2 separate regions of the Mus musculus genome follow, and region 2 is linked to region 1. The links are chromatin contacts, called in public Hi-C maps. All regions are on one chromosome and are shown on one strand. The core of a region is the stretch at or near the end of the contact, and the rest is flanking DNA. Distances in the headings are between cores, read along the strand shown. Region 1 overlaps Myo16 (myosin XVI). Region 2 has its middle 7.5 kb from the start of Gm32330.

Region 1 (2,700 bases), core at 126-2,625:
TCCTGTCTCAAGTCTCCTGACCCTCTTGAGTTCCTGTCCTGACCTCCTTCTCAGAAGTGTAGGCACAATTAACCCTTTCCTCCCTGGCTTGCTTTTGGGTCATGGTGTTTTGTTACAGCAACAGAACCCCGACTAAGAACATGTCTTCAGAAAGACCAGCAGCATCTTGAGAACTCCAGGCACTTGACATAGGTGGGAGCAGAGACGTAGATGGAGACATGGCTAAGAATGGCTAAGGGGGCCTGGAAGTCTGTCCTATAGGGAGGAGCATTCTCTAAGAAAAGTGGTGTCTTGGAAAGACTGTTGCGCGCAGGTGAGAAGCACACTTCCATTTCATTCCCGTGGAGGTGAGCGACTTCCAGAGGAAAGAAAACACCAACAGAAGCTGCTGCTGTGATGCTGGACAGGAAATGGAGGGCTGTGAGGAGGGAAGCTCTTTGAGAGGTCAGAGGGACCCAACCTACTTGGTAGAGAAGGGTGAGGGGTAAGGGGAGCCAGCAGAACCTGGGGAACAGCTGGATGGATCATGGGAAAACTCAGTATGTTGATTAGCATGGAAGGGGGGATTCTAAGCAGTAGGGGTCATTAGCCAAGCATCAAAATCCCTGCAAGCCAGACCCACGAAGCAGCTGGTAAGTTCGACATAGAGTGCCCGGGGAGGCCAGCCCTCACAGCTATGAAGAGGAAGGTTGAAGAAGGGCATCCATCCTGACATTTCAGTGGATAGCTGAAGCACATGCAGGAGTGCTAGTCTCCTGTGCACGGAGCACGGCCTTGCACCAGTGGGTGCCACAGGGAGTAGGCATACACAGAGGGCTGAAGCCGCCCTGTGAAGGTAGACAGCTTCTTTACCAGTGGCTTGGCATCTCTGGTGATTAACCCCTTTTAATCTGACTACTTTCCTCCCTGAGGAGAGTAATAGTTATGCCCGCCTCCTGACCATTCTTGAGATCAGAAATGACAAACTTCGGACCATTTGGCTCCATGCCATTCCCTCATAAACACCAAATAAATGACAGCCCCCATTCTGAGCGGGGAAAGGCAGAGAGAAGGCCGCACCCCTCCCCCATGAAGATCCATGTTTTATGAGAATACATCCTCTTAGATTGATGGCTTTGTTTTTCTGAACTGACAGGTTGATTAGGAAGGGGGCTAGTTACTCAGAATGATCTCCCGGGAGCATGGCAGGGTTCCCATACAGCAGCCTTTCAGTGCTTTCTCCTGGCACTCAGTCCATGCAAACAGTTTCCCCCGTGTGGAGACAGGCAAGGCTGTGTTTAATTTCCCCATTTCAAAGAAGCCCAGGGACTGTACAAAGGTAAAAGTCAGGTTGCACAAGGACTTACCTTTAAAATACTGAATATCAGTTGTTAGGGCGGATGCCAGCTCGTCGGTCGACACTTGCAACATACCTGCCACTGAAATCAAACACAGCTGTAAATAAGAAAGCACCATGCATTTCAACACTAAGAACACTGCGATTTGTGTCCATTGTGTGCATACTTCATGTTAGAAGGAGAGCAACTTCTACTCTCTGGCTTAAACTCATCTAGAGAAATGCCTTAGTACTCCAGACACTGGTGGGATCTTGTGTCTGTCTGGATTTAGTAAGGACATATTTTCCCCTTCACCACCCTTGTAGATAGGGCTGGATTATTTTTTTCCAAATTCCTTATTAAAATAACTTTGAAACAGGTGAAAATAGGCCATTTATTGGAAGCCCGTGGTTTGAGGATATTTTTTTAAAACTAGATGTGACCATGAAAACAATATCAAACAAGAGGGGCTTTTGAACATGGTGTTTAAAGGAAAGTAATTGTGAGTTTATAATGTTTAGCTAACGACTCCTCTCCAAATACTGTGTGGACAGCAGGTTGGGGCAAAGAATATTCTAATAATATCAAATGATCTAAAGTATATGATGATACCCCTGTGCAGAATGGGACCACGAAAGCACGTTTGTCAACCACCCCCTTTCGAGAAAAGAAAGAGGTTCTCCCCTCCCCCCAAGACTTCAGACCAGCTAGTGATTGTTGCAGCCAGCCGGATTCTGTGCTGTGTCGCCATCTGCTGGCAAAACTGTGAAACTGCACCCCCAACGACTTTGCCATCAAGGTGGTGGTGCTCCACTGACCTTGTTCCAGAAGCTGGAGGTCAGAGACAAAGGCCGAGTCAGCTTCTGTTAGTGCAGTGAACTGAATGTCTCCGATGTGTAGTATCGCCGATAGGATAACGAATAGGTTTTCCACCTCCTAAGTGTTTACAGAGAACAGATAGAATAATTCAGAGGTGGGAGCTCCAAGCAACCGGGAGCATTCTGGTGGGGTTGGGCTTGCCACTCTTCAGACCCACAGTGGGAGATTCAAGAAACTGCTCAAAATCAAATCTCAGCTCCATGTGCGTTGCCCTAAATTGCTGTTCTGGTATGAATCAGTGTGTTCTGGATAATCATTATTATATATATATATAAATAGTGATTGTAGTCCAATCACTTGCAGGAAACACCCCACTGTCCCAAGCTGTTCTTGCACATGGGTGCAGGGAACAGGAGAGGAGGGCCTGGTCTGGAAGCCTGGAACTGAGGGAAGAGTGGGACCTGAAGCTGGGAATTGCCACTTTCCCATTTATAAAGTAAGCACCTGGAGGTACTGATCTCAAGCAATTCTTAGGTATAGCATTCCATAATTAACAGAAGGCAGC
Region 2 (2,700 bases), core at 111-2,610, 240 kb before region 1:
CTGGGAAGGGTCCTACTGCTTCTCAGCGATATGCACGAGAGTGCAGCATGGCAGTAAGCAGCTATGTCACGTGGCTTTCCACATACAGCGTGTGTCAAGTTCTGTTTCAGATCACAGACTCCAACTCTGCTGCTCTAGCGCTGACATTGTGCTCTGTAACATCAATCAAGCGCCACACTTCATGAGAATCTTTATTAAAGATATTTGTTTTAAATAATAAGGTGGGTGAGGTACTCTGAGCCATCATGGTTTTGAAATATTGTAAATACATACTAAAAATATAATAGGCCATAGCCAAAACTTTGATTTGTGGAAAATTTGTCATTAACGGAACAGAATTACTAATTCCCAGCAAACCTTCGGCGATAGCCTGCAGCCATCAGCAATTTACAGAGGTTAAGAGAAAAATTTAAAACTATTATTACTATTATAAATAATTGATTATCATTTGTTATGAAATAATTACCTTTAAGCAACTACCACAGCTAAAAAGTGATTGCTTAGAGATTATTGCTTAATCACTACTAAACAACCATGTGCATATGGCCTCTGACAGTCATTGTTCATTATTATTTTTTTACAAGCACAGATGGCTTGGTACAATCAGTCAGGAAGACTGACGGGAAGTAATCTTTTTTAATGTAATCACCACATAAATATGTCAAATGTTTTTCTGTTTGTTTTGCTAACAGCATAACACGATTTTAATGAAGATGCTGTGGATGGTGATTTTCCATCAAACTAGACAAAAGGAAAATATGTATCTGAGCTATTTGTAAAGATTTATTAGTAAAGTATTTTTATCACAGGCATTCATCCCATTGGTACATCTAACCTTGGTTTAATCTCAGATGAAAAAAATACATAAAAATTGTTATGACCCAATGACAGGCAGTTCATGGTATACTGATGTGGATGGTTCCCATTCAAAATAACATACAGATGGGATATGAATATGTGTCTAGTTCTGGAAAGGCTGATCAGAAGACAAGAGCACAGTGGGATGTTGGCCAGTGCAGGAGATAATCTGCTCACTAGAGTTGTCCCTGTGAATATGCAAGACTCTAGATCATGTTTATAAATATAGTTTTCGCAATACTGAAGTACAAGTTTATGAGGAGAGTCTTACACCCAGTGTCTCCCTTTCCTGCACTCTGAAGCCCATCTCTCATCTCAAGGACAAGAGTCTAAGCATTGTCCAGAAACATGAGAAAACAGGAGGGCAGGAAATGACCCCATGTAGACACCAGAGCTGGGCTCAGGAGAATCCGATTTCTTGGGACAGCCTGGCTGCAGGAAATCCCCTGGAGGCACAACTGAGGGTCTTATCTCCACATGCAGTGCGGTCTTGAAGACAAACAGTCATAGACATCATACAGGTCAGGGGAGGATTCTTCTAGCTGAATCTGAGCAGCCAGCAAGAGGTCTGATCCCTGGGTCTGGTCAGAATGCTATTGCTTTTGGCCACAGATGGTTACAAGATGGTGGCACATATGGTCACTTCCGATCACAGTGCCATCAGGGTAGTCATCTCCCTACAGGAGGCTCAGATCACAAGCAAGCTGCTCCTGATTTGGGAGGCAGGGCAGGAACAGATGTTGAGAGTCTCCTTGGGGAGACTCTGCATCGATTGCAGGAGAACAGTAGCTCCAGGGAGTCTACTGCTGCAGCTCCACGCCCAGCTGCCGGTGGATCCAAGGCCTGATTTCCAGTGTGCATCGGGTCCCTGGAGGATGCCATAGAGGCCACTTCCTGAGGAGCCATGTGTTTGTCATCTTGTCATCTGAAGAGTCTCCCTTCCCTCTGACAAGCAAAGATGCACAACAGTTTCAGGAAATGAGAAGACTCCGCTGATAGGTCCTGGCAGTTAAGTTTTTTGGCAAATCACTACCTTTACCAAAATACTTCCAATTCTCTGGCAGGAGTTAGCTCAAACCAACCAATTAACGTTCCTAAGAGGCAACAGCAATTTCACCAAGAGTCATATGTCCCTCACCAAAGTGAAGGATTCCTGCGTAGAGCAAGTTGGAGCTCACTTTTCTGAATTGTAGATTTCCCTGCCCAAAGCACCCTTGGTACCCATAGTACTATTGAAGACTTTGTCAGTAATCATGAATAAGCCTGTGAATTCCAACTGCTTCTGCTCTTTCTTTTACAACACCAAGAAAGTAGCTACTCCAAAGAGTTCCTTCCAACGAAGCTCTCCATAGTGGGTCTGGGTCACCTGGAAGTGACTCTCAAACTTGTATGCACATTGAAACCAACTGGATCTACACCCATGTCACAGGCACATCTTGCACCCACAAGGTGACTCTTATTCCTTCTTGTATTGGGCCCAAAGACTCATGTAGAAGGTTCCATCAAGGAAATACCTTGAAGCCTATAACTGATTTAAGTTTTAGCAGAGAGACACAGAAATAAAAACAGACAGAGAGAGACAGAGAGAACAAGACCCGTGGTGACAACCAGGCCTTTAGATTGCTCTACTAAGAATTCTCTGGTTGAGGGCTGGAAAGATGGCTCCACAGTTAAGATCACTGGATGATCTTCCAGATGACTCCTTTCGATTCCTAGCACCCGTATAAACGGATGTGTAGATAACACTCATCGTAGTCTATAAATTCCAGTTCCAGGAAATTGATTGCCCTCTTCTGTCCTTCACGGGTAGAAGGCATGCACGTGATGCACAGACATACATGC

Evidence for each region. Hi-C and Micro-C count contacts between places; a contact is called where the count stands out from the background.
Region 2: a Hi-C map of the N1E-115 cell line shows a contact between it and region 1, with 6 times the contacts expected there. The contact joins two enhancer-like sites. A contact is called at or near these places in 3 of 484 Hi-C or Micro-C datasets (the N1E-115 cell line, female germline stem cell-derived STRA8 germ cells and palatal mesenchyme).

Annotation. Positions count from the first base shown.
Region 1 is chr8:10,438,351-10,441,050 of GRCm38.p6, reverse strand. It overlaps Myo16 (myosin XVI), which reads right to left. Exons shown (of 35, transcript NM_001319151.1): 18 at 2,135-2,252; 19 at 1,347-1,418. Among named protein-coding and RNA genes, the nearest start is that of Gm51561, 9.5 kb to the right of the region's middle. Within about 2 kb of position 1,375, at least 10 of the 459 cell types and tissues checked have an H3K27ac peak or open chromatin away from gene starts, as enhancers often do. A contact at or near this core is called in the N1E-115 cell line, where this site is marked.
Region 2 is chr8:10,679,506-10,682,205 of GRCm38.p6, reverse strand. No RefSeq gene overlaps it. Among named protein-coding and RNA genes, the nearest start is that of Gm32330, 7.5 kb to the right of the region's middle. Within about 2 kb of position 1,360, at least 4 of the 459 cell types and tissues checked have an H3K27ac peak or open chromatin away from gene starts, as enhancers often do. A contact at or near this core is called in the N1E-115 cell line, where this site is marked.